Regions from separate parts of the Mus musculus genome. Here regions 2, 3, 4, 5 and 6 are each linked to region 1. The links are chromatin contacts, called in public HiChIP or PLAC-seq, capture Hi-C and promoter capture Hi-C maps. All regions are on one chromosome and are shown on one strand. Each heading gives the region's core, a stretch centred on a gene start, on an enhancer-like site or on the middle of the called end of the contact. The rest is flanking DNA. Distances are from core to core; before and after follow the strand shown.

Evidence for each region. Promoter capture Hi-C pulls out the DNA fragments that hold promoters and counts their contacts. HiChIP or PLAC-seq counts read pairs in DNA pulled down with a chosen protein or histone mark. Capture Hi-C pulls out chosen DNA fragments and counts their contacts.
Region 2: a contact with region 1 is called in a capture Hi-C map of embryonic stem cells, with 3 times the contacts expected there. The contact joins the promoter of Pitpnm3 here to the promoter of Ccdc92b in region 1. A contact is called at or near these places in 3 of 39 promoter capture datasets (cranial neural crest, frontonasal cranial neural crest and liver) and 1 of 9 other capture datasets (embryonic stem cells).
Region 3: a promoter capture Hi-C map of liver shows a contact between it and region 1, with 3 times the contacts expected there. The contact joins the promoter of Slc13a5 here to the promoter of Ccdc92b in region 1. A contact is called at or near these places in 3 of 39 promoter capture datasets (hippocampal neurons, liver and pre-B cells) and 1 of 9 other capture datasets (liver).
Region 4: an H3K4me3 HiChIP or PLAC-seq map of embryonic stem cells shows a contact between it and region 1, with 6 read pairs. The contact joins the promoter of Fbxo39 here to the promoter of Ccdc92b in region 1. A contact is called at or near these places in 1 of 39 promoter capture datasets (cranial neural crest) and 1 of 115 datasets of contacts at active chromatin or transcription factors (embryonic stem cells).
Region 5: a promoter capture Hi-C map of liver shows a contact between it and region 1, with 4 times the contacts expected there. The contact joins the promoter of Spns3 here to the promoter of Ccdc92b in region 1. A contact is called at or near these places in 7 of 39 promoter capture datasets (the C10 cell line, cranial neural crest, frontonasal cranial neural crest and 4 more).
Region 6: an H3K27ac HiChIP or PLAC-seq map of embryonic stem cells shows a contact between it and region 1, with 7 times the contacts expected there. The contact joins the promoter of Smtnl2 here to the promoter of Ccdc92b in region 1. A contact is called at or near these places in 2 of 39 promoter capture datasets (hippocampal neurons and liver) and 1 of 115 datasets of contacts at active chromatin or transcription factors (embryonic stem cells).

The regions. Positions count from the first base shown.
Region 1 is chr11:74,618,333-74,621,163 of GRCm38.p6, forward strand. Ccdc92b (coiled-coil domain containing 92B) reads left to right here and starts at 1,273. Exons shown (of 4, transcript NM_001013784.1): 1 at 1,273-1,514. The coding sequence starts at 1,430. Gm50590 (a long non-coding RNA gene) reads right to left here and starts at 2,527. Exons shown (of 3, transcript XR_001780261.2): 1 at 2,197-2,527; 2 at 1,934-2,076.
Region 2 is chr11:72,134,394-72,137,262 of GRCm38.p6, forward strand. Pitpnm3 (PITPNM family member 3) reads right to left here and starts at 1,496. Exons shown (of 20, transcript NM_001024927.2): 1 at 1,261-1,496. The coding sequence starts at 1,282.
Region 3 is chr11:72,265,244-72,267,943 of GRCm38.p6, forward strand. Slc13a5 (solute carrier family 13 (sodium-dependent citrate transporter), member 5) reads right to left here and starts at 1,361. Exons shown (of 12, transcript NM_001004148.4): 1 at 1,221-1,361. The coding sequence starts at 1,322. It overlaps 1700051A21Rik (RIKEN cDNA 1700051A21 gene), which reads left to right and starts at 1,601. Exons shown (of 2, transcript NR_045922.1): 1 at 1,601-2,282; 2 at 2,638-2,700.
Region 4 is chr11:72,312,855-72,315,725 of GRCm38.p6, forward strand. Fbxo39 (F-box protein 39) reads left to right here and starts at 1,590. Exons shown (of 4, transcript NM_001099688.2): 1 at 1,590-1,681. Xaf1 (XIAP associated factor 1) reads left to right here. Exons shown (of 6, transcript NM_001037713.4): 6 at 1-879.
Region 5 is chr11:72,548,762-72,551,684 of GRCm38.p6, forward strand. Spns3 (spinster homolog 3) reads right to left here and starts at 1,485. Exons shown (of 12, transcript NM_029932.3): 1 at 1,237-1,485. The coding sequence starts at 1,447.
Region 6 is chr11:72,410,344-72,413,135 of GRCm38.p6, forward strand. It overlaps Smtnl2 (smoothelin-like 2), which reads right to left and starts at 1,370. Exons shown (of 8, transcript NM_177776.3): 1 at 901-1,370. The coding sequence starts at 1,290.

The DNA of each region.
Region 1 (2,831 bases), core at 23-2,522:
CTACACACATAGTTTTTTTTTTGTTTGTTTGTTTTTTTTGGTTTTTCGAGACAGGGTTTCTCTGTATAGCCCTGGCTGTCCTGGAACTCACTCTGTAGACCAGGCTGGCCTTGAACTCAGAAATCCGCCTGCCTCTGCCTCCCGAGTGCTGGGATTAAAGGCGTGCGCCACCACGCCCGGCTAGCTACACACATAGTAACGCCTTGTTTAAAAGCAAAATTAAGGCCTTGTAGAAATTTGGCTCAACAAGAAAGTAAATATTTGGCTTGTAATGGAGTGAGGTATTCCAGACCAAACTTTAGGTCTGAGTCCTTAAAGACCACCTCTCCCTTCAGCATGATAAGGTAGGATTGGAAATGTGTTGCCTTTGGGAACTCCGAGCCTCCTGAACCCCTGTCATCAACCATCATGTGTACAGGTGTCTAGTGAGCCCCCACACTATAGTGAGCACTGTACAGGTATTAACTCATTTAATTCTCACAACAACCCAATGGTGCACTCCATACACCACCATCTCTCCAGAGAAGAGAAAGATGCTGATGGTGCCAGAACTCTAAGATGAGCAGAGTAACTCTAGAAATCTGTTTACAGAAGAAAGGAAAAGGAGGAGGAGGAGAAGAAGGAAGAGGAGGAGGAGAAGGAGGAGGAGGAGGAGGAGGAGGAGGAGGAGGAGGAGGAGGAGGAGGAGGAGGAGGAGGAGGAGGAAGAGACCCGGCTCAACACCAATAGTGCCTTATGCGCCTTATACTTTTTACGGACTTTGGAATTTATAAAAGATCTTTTCTTGATTCTGGGTACCATCATATAAGAGGTGAGGTGATTCACCCAAGGTCACAAAACTAGTGAGACATCTGGCACAGCTTTGCTGCTGCCTCTACCAGGAACACATTTTCAGACTATCCAGCAGCTCTCGAATACCCCAGCTCGTGGGTACCCCAGCAGGCAGCGGGCGCTGCCTCACTTAGAGAGGCGGAGCGGATCCTGGCCTGTGGGCCTGGGCGCTGTCCGCGGTGCTGATCGGTCGCCGCGTCCCTGCTCGCCTAGTCGTCTGTGGTGTCTCGGGCTCCCTCCTCAGCTCCCAGCCAGGGCCGGATCCGAGGATTCTGCTGCTCGCGGGGTGCGAAGGCCCGGATCCTGGGGCTCCCCGAGGTCCCAGGGTTCCCCTCCCCCGCCCCAGCCTCCCCTCCCCCCGCCCCGCCCACGGCCCCTCCCCGAGCGCCCCAGGTCCCTCCCTTCCCCCTTATCTCTCCCACCCCCCGCCCCCTCCAGCTCGTTCGCCAGTTCCGGTCACGTTGCTGGGTGTTTACGCCCGAAGCCTGCCCTAGGCCCCCCACCTCTGCGCCCCGGAGCCCCCCAGAGCCCTGGAGTCCGCACCCCACAGCCTCGCAGCAGTTGATGGCGCCGCAGCCGGGCCGCGCTCTGCGGATCCATGAGCGCAGCTAGCGCGGGAGAAGAGCTCTTCCAGAGACCCAGCGAGGCCCGGGCCGGGCCCGGCGGCTCTCTCGGGTCCGCAGGTGAGCAGGCCGGCGGTGGGTGTAGAGGGTGGGCGCTGGCTGGGTGATCAGGGTGATGAAGAGAGCCCCTGAGCTCCGGCTCCGCCTGGAGGGCTGCGCGGGGTCTGGCACCGCAGCGCGCGAGAGGCGGGCAGGACGCGGGCTGCTGGCAGAAGTTGTCCTCCGCCGCCAGACCCGAGCCCTTCCCGGCATTGGCAGGGGGTCCAAAGCAGTCCAGACCACCACTCGCACCGTTCTGCCTGCTCTTCGTATCCTGGCTGGTTCCTCTCTTCCCTATACCCTGTGGTATCCATAACCCTCAACCCTGCCCCCCACCCTGCAGACCCCCTAGTTCTGGGTGTCAAATTCGAGGCATAAACTACAGAGCATCAAGATTGAAAGGTGGGTCAAGTTTTTCCCGACACCCCACTCCCATGTACCTGAATCCTCAGCAATGCTGAGGTTGGGGTTGTGGGATCTTCAGTGGAGCGGGGAGCCAGAGTTGAGGGGTGTCTGGGAGGAGGGACTCTGTAGTGCGGAGGATCACAGGTCCTTAGAGAATGTCTCTGCTACCAGCCCCCACCTTGCAGACAGAGTCCCAGACACTTGTCAAAGGCCAGATCTTGGTTCCAGACTCGTCCTCAGGAGAGCCAAGGACTTAGAGGGGGTGGCAGAGTAATTATTTTTTAATACGTGTACTCACTTGCCCTGGTGATTCCCAGTAAGACTCAATTCATTCTCTCGGCTTCACTCTTGGCTGTGTGGTTTGTTTCTTGCAAGGAATTCCCAGAGTCCAAACTGCCCGCAAGAAGGCTCTAAAATGCAAAGGAGAAGTCAGATTTCAGGAGACAGAAACTGGGTGGAGTGTAGGAAGCTAGGGCATGGCTGTACAGGGAGAGAGTTTATCTGGAGAGCAAGAGGTAGAATCCAAAAAACAACAACAAAAAAGAGGTTTAGCCAGCAGATGTAAAGTGTGGCTGCCTTCTGAGGAGCTATGTGTTACAGGGTGAGTGCCTCAAAGTGTCTCCTAGGTGTCAGCACAGTTGTGCATGTCCGGCAAAGGGCTTTACCTCTCTGGGGTCCTGTTTCTTCATCTCTGGAGTGGATGTACTAGTAGGACCATCAGTGTACAGATGAGTTAGTGTGTATGGAGCTGAGGACGGTACTGAGAGTTAGTGTGTGCTAGCATTTGTGCCTGGGTCTTCAGGCCTGGACCTAGGAAGGCTTCTGAGATCTGTGCTCCTCTTGCCATGGGCTTCTGAGTCAGATGATGAAGAGGAATAATGACTAAGAAAAATAAAGAACATATAGATTCGTTTATCCACTCATCCATAACTC
Region 2 (2,869 bases), core at 246-2,745, 2.5 Mb before region 1:
ATGAAGAGCAGGGGTGGGGAGGGACCAAGGCAGGAGAAAGAAGGGAGCAGAGAGCCTTTTCCAGCCTCCTGGTGTCATCTCACTGTGCCTCCCTCGGGAGGGGAGGGGAGGGAAGTGGGAAAGGGGGTGTTTAGATGCATTTGCTTATGCTGTCTCACACAAACAGCCTCTCCCTCACAGGATTCCTCTGCCACACCTGAGTCACAAGGCCAGTCCATGCCAAGGATTGGGACCTGTCCCAGGGTCGCAGGCAGTTCAATGGCACTCACATCTAGAGTGCGGGCAGGTGGTCATGTTCATTCCATCTTTGCCATGCCTATGGGTGGAGAAGTGGGGTTCACACCAGGCCCCACGGGGATGGCATGGCACCTGCCAACGTCACAGGCTGGGAGTGAGTTCATGGCAGATTCTCACACGCCAGAGCTCCCAAGCTCAGGACTGTTGAGACCAGCCTCATCCATTTGTGGCCAGCCCTATGAACACTGGCTTTCCTCAACTTGGCCTTTTAGGGCACTGTAGGGGTCCAGGGCACAGAGTGGGGAGTCCGGGGCTAAACCTGGTCCCCTCCAGGTCCTAACCAACTCACAGGGCCTGACATCAGAGCAGATGCTGGTGAATGAACGCCTGACTGGATGAATGAAGGGACGACTAACACCTACTCCCTGGGATCCTTGGGCTACAGCTCTGAGCTTGCAGGAGAGCCGAGCCCATGGGACCCCAACAGAGGCCCCGCCTGCCTAGCCCGGCACCTGAGGCTCTGCCTCTGGGTCAGGTGGGAGGCGGGGAGGCTCCCCAGCCATAGTGTACCCCTCCAGCGACGGGACCAGTAATCTGGGTCTCTTAACCCAGCTGGTGGCAGGGGCGGGGGACTGTCGCATCCAAGATAGAGAGTGACAGGACAAGGGGGCGCGTCCTGGTTTGTTGGGGCGTGGGATGGATCAGCGACCGCGGGACATCCCCTTTGGGTTCCGGTGCCGGGGTCTACTCCCCCGGTCTCCCGGAGGGCAGCGACAGCTCCGAACTGCCGACTGGACTGAGGAGCCGTGGACCTGACCCAGTGCAGCGGGGCAAGCGGGATGCGGTGTCCCACGAGGTGACTGGGGGCGCGGGAAGGACGCAGGGCGCGCGGAGCCCCTTATGCACGCCCCGGGGTCCGGGCGGGTCGCCGCGGTCACTGTGCCTCCGCCCACCTGGTTGGGGGGCTCACCTGGGCCGAGCGATCCCTCCCGCCACCCGCCGAGCGCCCCGCGCCGCGCTCACCTGCGCTGCCCGCCTTGGCCATGTCCCGGGCGGCGGGCTCCGCTGTGCTGCCGGCGCTGCTCGCTCCCGGCCGGGCCCCGGCGCCTTCGGCCGGAGCGGACTCTCCGGGCGCCGCGCCCCGCGCCCCCGCCCCGCTCGCTCGGCCGCCTCCACCGCAACCGCCGCCGCCTCGCCGCTCCCTCCCGCTCCCTTAAAGGAGCCGAGCGGCGACCGCGCCGCCCCCCCTCCGCGCCGCCGGGGAGGGACTGACGACGGAAGGCGCCCGACACCGCCCCCGCGGGCCCGCACCCCCGCCCGGAGCCGCGCGGCCACCGCAGCGCGCGGGAGGCGCAGCCCACTGATTGCGGCCACTGAGACCCCGACCCTCGCTGAAAGACAGACGTAGACAGACTCCGGATTACAGCTCGGAGACGCTGCGGGCCAGGCAGGGATGAAGACATGGACTGCGAGCCTGGGGCGCAGTGACCCTGAGACAAGGCACCAGAAAGAGGCGCTCCTAGGGCAGAAACACCCTTGGGAGAGAGAGAAATTCAAGGAAATCGGAGCTGGCTAGAGTCTGTGAGGACAGGGAGAGCAAGGAAGACCAGGACCCAGGAGACTGAGAAACCTAGAACGAAGTCTCGCAGAGATGAGAGGGGACTTCTCCATCAGCTCCCAACTCCAGGGATGCTGGATGCCTGCATCTGCTCTAGTCTCAAGAGAGGAAAGCTTTTGTCCTTTAGCACTAAAGGATCCGTTAAACCTGCAAACCCCACCTGCCAGTAAACGCTAAGCAGAGTTTGTGGGGAGCCTGGCAGAAAGCAGTGTGTCCCCCTAACACTTTCTCACAGAAGTGCTGACATTCTAATTAGCGGGCCTCCTGAGACATTTAAATTGTGGTTTCTGCCCACTGCAGTCAGGGGATCCACAGGAGATGGTCAGTCGTTTTAGATGGGGCCTAGAAGGTAGGGTCCTGGAGAGAGCAGTCGGCTCCCTAGCTCAGTTCCAGGCGAGGCCACTTCCTCCCTGCTGACGGTTAGGGTGAGGGCTAGGCTCCTTAGAGGACTGTTGGGCCTTCCCTGAAGCCTGTTTTTCTCCCACAGTCTGCAGCCAAGCACCCACACTGGGCACTAGACAGTTCCACCCCTAGGCCAGCCAGGACTTAAGTGCCCCATCCACTGCCCCATAGAAACAAAGCACACAAGGGGCCTCTACGGGACACACCCATTTCTGGGCTTTGACTCCTTCAGCCTATCCAGGTTAATCAGCCTTACACTCCCTCTTTAGTCTATCAAAGGCTCAGCCTCAGGCAAGAGTCTTCCCGAAACTTTTGCACAGAGCTAGCAGCAACAAAGTTCTTCACCTCAGCGAAAGGAAGTCTGTATCGCCTACTCATGGACCTCTCCCTGCTTTCTGATGCCTCATCTACCAAACCAGGCTTTCCTAGGGTCCTCTGTGCAGACCGAACAACGTGCCTTCACTCACGACAGCTAGCTAGCATGCTTTGACAAAGATTCTCCATCTTAGTTTTAGCTATGACTGTCTCACCTCTCAAAAAACCCTTTAGTCCCAAGGACTCCAGAGTGGGACAGCAACACATCTTGTAGACATGGAAGTTCAGAAGCCCCAA
Region 3 (2,700 bases), core at 111-2,610, 2.4 Mb before region 1:
ATGAGTCCGCACAGTTGCTCTGCTCTCCTTGGCCCATGTGGAGCCTCTGCTCAGTATGTTTCCTCTGCCCCCCCCCCCGCGCCCCAATCCTAGGAGCCGGAATGATCCCCTTTTACTCCCAGAATCCAGTCACCCCATTGTACCCATCAAAGCACCCGGGGCCCGGAGAGCAAAGGGTCTTGCTGAAAGGCACAATGTGAAATGACTAGAAGCCCACCAGGGGACACCCCTCTCCTCTCAAAACCTTCCCTGAAGAGAGCCACTGTTTCTCAAACCTGCCTGTGGAGGGGAAGCAGGATCCGAGCAAGGTTTCCTGTCTGGGCTGAGAGTGAAAGGGTAGCCACATAAGGCTTCAAAGAGCCCTGGCCTCGCCAAACTGGCTGCACACAGCCTGACAGAGCCGGGGCCAGCGCTCCCGCCCTCCTCTGCTCTGCAGCCAAGGCCATTCATTCTCTCCCTTCCTCCCAGGAGCACCAGGAGGCCAGGGAATGGGACTCAGCTTCCCCAGCAACCGAGAGCCATGCCACCCAAGGCGTGAGCTCTGGGAATACGTCCTGCCTCCTCACACTGACTGCCTCAGCAGGCGGTGGGCAGTGCCCGACCTGCCTTTCAGGCTGCAGCAGGATTTGAACTCGAGAGTGGCTTCCTTGGCTTCCGAGCTAGAAAGAAATATAGATCATAGATGGGGAACCTGAGCTTCAAATATCAAGGCCAGATTATGGCAAAGGCATGATCCACTCTGTTCCTGTAGTTCCCTGCCTGAAGGCATCTACAGCTAGGAAATCTCTCTTTCCTAGAGAAGAGGCACAGAGGGAAAGAAAGCCCAGCCTTCAGAGTCTCTACTAGCTCGAGCATTATCTTTGAGCTGGACTAGCGTTGGTTGTGCACTCTGGGAGGAGATTTTGAGTCAGAGGCTAAGCCTGTCGAGGGGTCTGTGTGGTTCAGATCTGTTCTAACGTCCAGGTTTCCGTGTTTGCCCGGACGGCTCTTGCGCCCTGAAATCGGTGCACTCTAGGACGTGTTCACCTTAGGGTCTGTGCGTCCCTCGGATTCTTTGCAGAGCACCTCCTATCTGGTGCCTGGAGCGTCTGAGCACGCGTCCCAGGGGAGCTCGTCCCCACGGAGGAATCTATGCGTTCCAGCTCAGCGTTCCCGGGTTCCGTGCCCGTTATTGCACTGGGCACCCGGATTCCGCCAGGCTGCCCAGACACGCAACTGACCTTGTCAGGTATCAGAATGACGAGTGGAAGCATCAGGATCGGGGTGAAGAGCAAAATCGCAAAGGACTTGAACTTGGTCACACAAGTCTTCGCCGAATCCATCGCGTGAAAGGGAGACTGACTGGAGGGAGAAAAGATTGCGAGGCAGCTAGAAGCTTCACGAGCTTAAAAGGGGGACGCGCGGTCCCACCGGATTGGGGGCGGCTACAACTCCGCCCCCCATTGCCAGGCCTCCCTGCGGTCCTGGGGCGGAGCCACCCCTCGGGGTCTGTGGGGAGTGTCTGTCCCAGGACTCTGCCACCCCGCGGCAGAGTGAGGCGTTTGCAGATTTCAGTGCTTGGCACCAGCCCTCTATGGAGAGGACTGGACCCTGGCACCTCACCACTTGCCAGCCCGTTGGCGCTGCTCTGGTCCTCAGTACCATGCAGGGTGTGCCGGTCATTCTGCCAGCTTAAGCGTGAGGACCCTTTGTGTACTCTCACCTGCTCTCTCCTGGACTCCGGAATGTCCCAGATGAAAAACACCAGCCTGTAGGATTCTCAGGCTTCTCTCTCCAAAGCGTTCTCCTTCTCATCCCTATCCCGGAGGGGCGTCTCCTAGAGGCGATGGCCGAGCCCTGCGCCACCGCGGTCTTCTCACCTCCAAGATCCGCTGGCTTCCTCCTAGCGTTAGCCCGACTCTAGACATAGAACCCATTTCCCTCCTCGTGCCGTCTCCTACCCAGCGCACCGTAGGCGCTCTAGAGGGACCGCTAAGGAAGGCGGTCACTGTCCTCGCAGACCGAACGACTTTTACCCTCCAGCGAACGCGCTTGCGCAGGCCGGCCGTCTTTGCCCAGGCGCGGGTAGTTGCTGCCGCCCACTTACCAACCACCTCGCTAGTACCATTTTATGGTGGGAGACGGGGCCTTAGAAAAGAGGGGGCATAATCCTGCCAACCATCATCGAGGCATTCGTTCATTCATTAATCCTCCCCTTAACAGACCTGTGTGTAGTACCTGCTGTGCTAAGTCCTGTTTGGGACACCAACACAAGAGGGTGCAATGACATTATTGACACTTCGGTGAGTTCTTTCTCTTCTGCCTGCCTCTCATTCTCCTCTGGGGAGTCTTATCCACAGGCTACTTGACACATGGCTGAGTCCAGATTCCTGTACAGTCAGCTCTCACCACTGATCAAGATGCTATCTAGTTGCTGACATGGTTAGCGTGTTTACGACTAGGATGGCTGCTTCTGTTCTAAACATGGAAACCATCGGCGTACTCTGAACTATATACAACAGAGACCGACTATTAGCACGGCACTTACACTGTGTGTTAGGTGTTGCAAGCAATCCAGAGATGAAGTAAAGAATAGGTTATATGCAATTGCTACGAATTATATGAGACTAACCTCTCCTCCCTCTTCTCCACCCCTAGCCCTGCCACCACCACCACCAGGAAAGAACTACTGAATTCCCCACCTTCTCAGCCTGTGAATGT
Region 4 (2,871 bases), core at 340-2,839, 2.3 Mb before region 1:
CAACTGTCTCAAAGTGCTCTTGGCACTTTGGGTGACCAAGAAAAGAGACAGGCTTTCATCTTTGGTCTTCAGAAGATGTCTTTTCCTTCTTCTGAGCTACAGATGACCTGGAGAAAAGGCTTTCGCTTCTTGCACTGAACTCGAGCACCTAGGCTCAACTGCTGGGTTGGTGGCTCAAGAAACCCCTGCTTTATCCTAAGTTTCTCCCTGACCTTTTTCTTTGCCTTCCTCATTGGCTCTTCTGGACAAGACAGGTTAGGAATATGAGGCCTAGAGGGGGAGATGAAGCAGGAGAAAGGAAGGAAAGAGGGAGGGAGGGGAAAGTGGAAAGAAAGGGAAAGAGAAGGAGAGGGGGAGGGAGGGGAGGGAAGGGAAAGAATGGGAGGGGGAGGTAGGGAAGGAAGGGGAGGGGCAGGGCGGGGCAGACCAGGGAGAATTAGAGTTCCCAGAAAGTCTTTATACTGGGAGTTCTTAAAAGACTAATTGTTAGAAGGGCAATCGTCATAGGGAGGTTCACATGGTGCAGGGCCATCTTGAACTATCTTAGCCCCTTAAAAAGAAGCCATTTGCCCACATCTGTGTGTGACCTAACATCCTGTGACTCCTAGGTAAAGTTTTGAAACATATGAGTGGATCCCAACTGCTAAGAAAGTCATCACATATGCATCTGGAGCCTATAGCAAGGTCTCCCGCTTTGCTATAACCGCTCACCTGTTGTACCACCAGAATTTGTAAAGTGACTTTCTTTGTTTTGTTATTTTAAAACTTCACAGAAATTGTTACCAAGGTCAGAGCACAGATATCTGAAGCAAACTGAATCTGTATTTCTGGACCACAGTCACTCATTTGGCTCCAAAATAAACTTATCTCTGCATCCTTTTAGAGCTGTGTCTTTCACGTCGGTGATGGGGAGGGTGACAAGGTGAAGCCACCCCGCAGGGTAGCTGAGGTAGCTGAGGAAGGGGGCGTGCAGATGAGGTTTAGCAGTAAAGTATGGAGTAAGTGGCTGGGGCAGCTTATCTAGTGACAGACACACTATTCAACTTTTAGACCTGGGCTTCAGCACAAAGGTTACCCACTGGGGTAGGAAAGGGCCAAGGGTTACGTGTGCACCACCTTCTGAAAGCTGGAAAGGGGAACTGACCTTAGGTTCAAGCCATGTCACCCACCCTCTTGGGGTGAGGTGTTACCTCATCTGAGGATAGGAAAGTGGAGGCCCATGGCTAGCATGAGGAATGGACGAGTCCTCACCTGGGCTTTGGAATGGAGGCTCAAAGCTCCCGGAGGTCAAGACTGGAGGGAAGCGACCTGAACACAGTGTTGGGTTCAGACCTCTCTGCTGCTATGAGCAGAGGATTGGGCAGAGCGCCTGGCGATTCTCACCAGGTGCGCCTCCTTCCAGTCTCCTGCCTCCGCCCGCGGGCTTTCCTATTGGGTCTATGCAGCACCCTCTTCCTTCGCCTTCAGTGTATCTGGCAACTCCGGATTTGGGACTCAGCAACCGGCAGGCACTAGCAGAGCCAGTGGGTGGCTGCGCGTCACAAAGGCGGCTGTGGGCTTGGCCGCAGCGAGCACAGGGCGCCTCTCCTGATGCTCTTGGAGTCGGCGTGGGAGCAGCAGCGCGGGCAGAGGGGCAGGCGCGCTCCGCGTCCCTGCAGCCCGAGCCGGGCGCAGCGATCCGGTAACGGGTGGCCCGAAGCACCCACGCACCAGGAGGGCAGTGGTGGCCCCGCACAGCCGCTGGGCCCGCATGGGAGGGGCACGCCGCCCTGGTGACGGGACAGTCTTAAGTTTCCCTCGCTGGTTGGCAGCTGTGTCATATTATGGTGGACCAAGCCCAGGTTTGGGATTACTGGCATGGGTTCGGATCCCATACCCCACACACTTAGAACACCATCTCACTAGGAAACTCCATTAAGCTCCCAACACTCCTAGATTCTCTTTTTGCAAAATGGGCGCGTTCTCATCTTCATAAGGAAAATGCAGAAGTACCTTGTCCCCAGCTTACTAATTGCAGCTTGCTCTTAGATTACTTTCTACCTCCAAGGTGTAGTCCCTGGATCCGTTCATTTAAATTTCCCAAAACTAGGAGAAAGGAACTACTATTCCTATTGTCAGACTAAACACTGAGGCACAAAAATTTTTTACTAACTTTACAGTAGCAATTGACAGGCCTCTATATTCTTTTGCCTCCTGTCAGAGAAAGTGCTACTCTCATTTATTTGGAGGATCCTTGCGTGGGGGGGGGGTACCCCAGACAAAAAGGCTCACGGGGTAAAGCACTTGCCTTGGAGGTGTAAGGTCATGAGTTCGAATCCCCAGGAACTATATAAAGCTGCAGCTGCAATCCTGGCTATCCTACAATAAGAGAAGAAGTATAAACAGAAGAGACCTCAGAATCTCTTGCACTATCCAATGACAAACGAGATCCTGTTTCAAGGTGGAAGGTGAAAACCTATACCACACACACACACACCACATCTGTAGCCCACCAACATAGTCTTCTAGCCTGTGACTTTGTTGGGGTTTGATTTAGCAAGTCCCCCTTCCCAGCACACACACACACACTGTTCTGGGAAGCACCCCATGCCGAGTTTATGCAGTGCTAGGGATTAAACCCTAAGCTCAGGGTGTGCTGGACAAGCACTCTATTACCAAGCTATATCCCAGCTCTTGATTCGGCATTTTTGTTTTCATTTTTCCAGATTAACTTCTTCAGATCCATGCTATCCCCAGTCGAGGCTCATAACCTTGGACAGTTAGTTTACATACAATCAAAGTCTTCTTGGTGGGGGAAGGGTTAGTTTGGTTTGTTAAACAGAGTTTACAAGTTCAAGATGTGCAAGTACTTATTATGTCATCAGGTGTGAG
Region 5 (2,923 bases), core at 235-2,734, 2.1 Mb before region 1:
AGCTAGGCATGCTGTCGCACCTGTAACCTCAGCACTTAGGAGACAGAGGGCAAGAGGATTGGGAGTTCAAGATCATTTTCAACTGCATAGTGAATTCAAAAGCAACCTGATCTTACTTAAGACCTTGTCTCAAAAACAAACAAACAAAGAAAAGAGGCTGGGTGGTTTCACCCCAGTAAGTGATCTGCAGCCTCTCCTGAATGGTCCCAAGCCAGAACAGGGCACAATGTGTGTGGGGGCAGCGGTGTGAGTGGGTGGATGGGACTGTGCTCTGCAGCAAAGGCGTTGGGTTCAGGATGGAGCTGCAGGCAAGGTTACGGAGGGCAGAGCAGCCCTCTACATCAGTTATTAGAGTGCTTATCCAGCATGCACAAAGACCCTGGGTTCAATCCCTAGAACTTCATAAAGCATTGTGGTGGCAAGCCTGTAATCCCGGCCCTAAGAAGGTGAAGGCAAGCATATCAGCAGTTCATGATTATTCTCAGTTACATAGCGAGTTTGAATCTAGCCTGAGCTCCATGAGGCCCTGCCTCAAAAAAGAAATGAAGGCTGACAAGATGGCTTAGCCTGTGAAGGCGCTTGCTGAACAAGCTTGGAAACCTTAGTTCAATATCTGAAGCTCAAATAAAAGTGAAGGAGCATGCACACACAGGCACACACACATACACACACATGTGTGCACGCACATGCATACACACTCTGTCTTTTTAAAGAAAGGGCTGAATATAAACTGATGAAGGAATGAATGGGTGACTAGATGAGAAAAGACAAGTGGAGCCCAGACACAAAGGAGTGCGTAAGTGAGAGACAGAACACAGAAGCAGGTTGTACCCTGTTTCCAATAAGAAGAAAGGCAAACTGTGCAAGGTAGGCCAGCAGCCGGCTGCCCCAGAAACAGTGCAGGCAGAGCCATTCTCACTTGGGAGCTTGGCCAAGCTGCTCTGCCCTCCGTAACCTTGCCTGCAGCTCCATCCTGAACGCAAGCAACGCCTTTGCTGCAGAGCACAGTCCCATCTACCCACTAACACCCCTGTCCCCACACACATTGTGCCCTGTTCTGGCTTGGAACCATTCAGGAGAGGCTGCAGACCACTTGCTGGGGTGAAACCACCAGAGCTGTGCTCCTAGAGAGGTACGAGGGCTTGGAAGAAGAAGGCCACCAAGGATACACAGTTGTGGGCTTTTAGAAGGGGGGTATCTGAAGATACTGCCCCACGCTACCCCTCCCATGCTCACCTGGGATGATGAACCAGTTCATGTAATTCAGAAGGTTGATGTAACAGAGAACAGCTGCAGCCAAGTAAGCTCTCCAGCGGGGCAGGCTCCAGGGGACGGGTGTGGAGGGAGGCAGACACGTACCTGAAGCCAAGGCCCCATACTGCCCACCTTGGCTCAGGCTCTGGCTCTGTGGCCCTCCTGTCTGAGGTTTGAGACACTCTGTGGACATCCCCTCAGCAGTGCTAACTGCAACTTCTCTGTCAGAACGGGTGCCGAACAAAGCTACATCAGCTTGCCACCAAGTCACTTCCTGTGGGCTCCCAGCCTCTCAACCTCAACAGGCTGCCCCTTTAACTGCCAGACACCTTATCATCGCAGGTTCCTGCTGAGCACAGCGCAGCCACACTGGTGGGATTTCATCACTCTAGGCCTCTTAGCCCTGCTGGGGTAAGACGCCATGCACTGGTGATTGGATAACTCTGTGGTCCCTCAATCTAGCCTATGGCTGCAGCAGGGGCAGTGAGGAAGAGACGCTCCTAGGACAGGAAATGAGAGGAGTGTCCCCAAGCCTTGCTCACTGCAAACTGCCCTGCCTGTGCAGAAGATGGGCCGTTAGCACAGCCATGAACCAGGTTAGATACAGGAGGGTAGGTGTTGACCAGGATGGTAAGGAAATTGCACAGAGGAACAAGATAACAGAGATATCTGAAGACATAGAGACAAGCTTATGTAAAACTAACCCATGGGGGCTGGCAAGATGGCTCAGCCTGTGAAAGTACCTGCCACCAGGCCTGCTTGACATATGTTTGATCCCCAGAGCCCATATGGTGGAAGGGGAGAACTGCACAAAGTTGTCTTCTGACCTCCAAACATAACATACACCAAGGCACACAAGTGCACGTGCAGGTACAGGAGTACTCTCTGCTCTGTCTCTGTCTGTCTGTCTGTCTGTCTGTCTGTCTGTCTCTGTCTCTCTCTCTCTCTCACACACACACACACACTTTCACTCACATCCATACAGACACAGAATAAATAAATTTTATCAACAAGGAATAAGTCTAGGGAGATGTTCTCAGGGGAGCTGTAGAAATTGATTGCCAGTTGCAAGGGTAGAAAAAGTACAAATACACAAAGCCATCAGTGATGGCCCACACCTGTAATTCCAGCACTTGGGAGGTGGAGCTAAGACTATCAGGAGTTCAAGTTCACCATCCCTAGCTACATGGTGAGTTTAAAGCCAGCCTGGGCTACATGAGACCCTATCTCAAAACAAAACAACATTAAAAAAGAGTAACCATACAGGCCAATGAGATGGCTCAGCAGGTAAAGGCACTTGCTGTGTAAGGCTGACAGCCCAAGTTCAATCCCAATCCCAGGTAAAGATGGAAACTAACTCCACAAAGTTGTCCTCTGATCTCTATACATGTGTCATGGTACATGTGTCTCCACACACATCATGCACACGCACACAATATATTTTAAAAGTATTTAACAGCCAGGCATAATGGTCCATGCCCTTAATTCCATTTAATTCCAGCACTTGGAAACATAGGCAGGCAACTGTCTGTGGCCAGCCTGATCATGATCCACAGACAGAGAGGTCCAAGTCAGTCCAGTCTATGTAGTGAGAAGACACTGTCTCAGAGCCAGGGGTGGGGGCTGGAGGGTGCTGTGGGGTGTTGGGCAGAGATCTGACAGTTATGTG
Region 6 (2,792 bases), core at 120-2,619, 2.2 Mb before region 1:
AGACCCTGGCCCTTGAAAAGCACCTCCCACCCCTCCCACTCCTCCAACCCCTCCCACTCCTCTCCCCCATCCCCCACTTCCCTCCCCCCCCACCACCCCCCCACCCCGCCAGCAAATTCCGGGTCAGGATGGAAAATCCCACCTAAGGGCCACTGCACACACCATAGAAACAGTCTAACCAGGCTCTGTCACTCCAGGAGGTCGTGACCAAGTGGTAAAACTGGTCCACACCAGCTTCTGCCCAGAAATCTAGACACAGCTAAAGGCCCGTTCCCCCTCTCCGTTTCCAGTAAAGGGTCTGCCCTCTGCAACATGAGTTCCCAAACAGTTACTGATCAGTCCAGACCAGAGTGCGCTCACATGCGCGCGCGCGCGCGCGCGCGCACACACACACACACACACACACAGAGGCAACTCAGTCGGGGTTAATCTACAACCGGAACGGTCAGGCCTCAGTGAAGCAGCAACACAGTGCGCGTGAACAAAAACGTTGTAGGGGGCAGGTAGAGGACGCTGACCATTCCAACTTGCAGGTGAGGACCCAGACGACAGTGAACTATCAAAGACTGAACCTTGGCGTCCAAACTCTTAAAATTCATGGGTCAGATGGGAGAGGGCAGATCTCAAGGCAAAAACACCACCCGGATCCAAGAAAGAAGTGCAAAGCAGGTGCAGCAGGCCTACTAAAACAATGTTTCTCCTGTCCTTTCCAGCTCTGGAGAGCTTAAATGTAATCCCGGCTACCAAGTCCCAGCGGCAGGTGGAGGTATAGCTCTCTTACTAGAGGACGCTCGCCAGCGCACGCACTCAGAGCTGATGGGCGGCACCAATTTCCCAACCCTACACCCCAGGCACGCTCCTAGTCGCTCACATCCCTCGCGCCGCACCCCCGGGGCTCACCGGGCTTCGACCGGACAGCGAAAAGGTGGCATGACTGGAGAAGCGTGCAGTGCCCAAGCGGGGGGCGCGGTCGGTAACTGTGGCCGCCGGAGGGGGACTGGGCGTGCCGGGTGCAGGGGACACTCCAGTCGCCAAGCCCAGCGCCTCCACCTGGCGCGTCAAGCGTTCGAGCTGTGCCTGCAGCCGCTGGTTGTCCCGCTGCAGCTCGGCCACAGTACGAGCCAAGGGGCCGGCCAGGCGCAGCGCCTCTGCCACGCGCCGCTCCACGCCGCGCTGCAGCCCCTGCATGTCCTCGTGCAGCGCACGCACCGCACCCTCCAGCGCCGCCTCGTAGCGGCCCAGCGCCTCGCGCACTGTGTGCGCCTCCTCGGCGTCGGGGGACGGCTCCATGGCCGAGTGGGGCACACCGATCGGACAGCGGGCAGAACGCGGGAGACGTTGAGAGATCCGCAGCTCCTTGGGACGACTGGCGGGCCGCGGCTGGCTGAGCCCGAGGGGCGGCCGGAGGGGGCGGGAGCAGGGCGGGGCAGACCCCTAGAGCCCCAGGACTGGGCGCTGAGTGAGGAGGCGGGGCCGAGGGGGCGGGACAGCCCATTCCAGGACACCCCGCCCCTGGGGACTGGCCGGGTCGGTGCGGGATGCCTGGCCCCGGAGGCACTTAGTGAAAAGTTCTCCTTCTCTGCTTTGCAGGGATGTGGATCCCTGGGGGAGTAAGGAGTCCCATACACGCTTGACCCCAGGGAGTGGTGTGCGACCCGGTGAAAGATCTGGGAAGAAGACACTCGAAAGGACATTACTCTAGGAACAACAACTAAAAGAGTTATACATTTCCCTGTAGGTCCACTTTGGTTGGACTCTCCCCCCTGTTCAGGGAACCGCAGCAACTGTACACACACACACACACACACACCATAACCGCTCTGACTCACCTTTGTATGCATCTCCGGTCACCACCGGTACCATCCAGTTCGCAAATACTCACTTGTGAGACTTTTTAAAAAAATATTTATTTGACTTTATGTGTGTGAGCCTGCTTGTCTGTATCTACACAGCATGTGTGGTGCCCACATAAATCACAAAGTGGTGTCAGGATCCTCTAGAACTGGAGTTTCCAATAGTTGTGAGCCATCATGTGTGTGCTGGGAGCCGAGTTCTGGGGTTTCTCTGAAAGAGCAAAAAGTGCCCTAAACTGCTAAGCCCACACTTCAGCCCCCCACCTGTGACACTTTTGCCTGGGATTTCTTGCACCAGTTCTGAGATCAGGAAGAGTTATGTAGATGGTAAAATGCCCCTCCTATCCTCCTAGGCCTGCTCTCTGTGTGTGTGTGTGTGTGTGTGTGTGTGTGTGTGTGTGTGTGTGTGTGTTAAAGATGAACAGGAAGGTTGGGACCCAAATCCCAAAATCTTGCTATGAGCAACTTTGGGATCAAAAACTAGGATGTGCACTGCTGCCCCCCTCTTCCCCAAGCTCAGTCAAGAACCTCGATCCACCTGACAACCTTCAAACCTCTTTTTTTCTCCAGCACTCCTCTTATTCCAGAAAGTCCCCTTTCCCAGCCTAGAAACCCCAAACATCACCAAAGAAGGAGGGATGGAGGCAATTGTTGCTCAGGATAACAATATGATAGATGTTGTAAACATTTAAAATAAAGAAAAAACCATCTCATTCATTGTGCTAAAAGGCTTTCCTAACTCGATTTCTCTGGGCCTGGGCTATGGGAGGTGGCTCAAAGCCTGGAGAGGCCTAGTGAGATGATCCATAGGAGCAGGCTCAAAGGCTTGTTCTGGTCATACTGTTCTGCTTCCAAGGATGTCTGGGAGGCCCCAGACCCTCCTAGACTGCCCTTTCCTTCCCCCAGGAGCTGGGTTAGCCTAACAGATGCTAAGAGCTG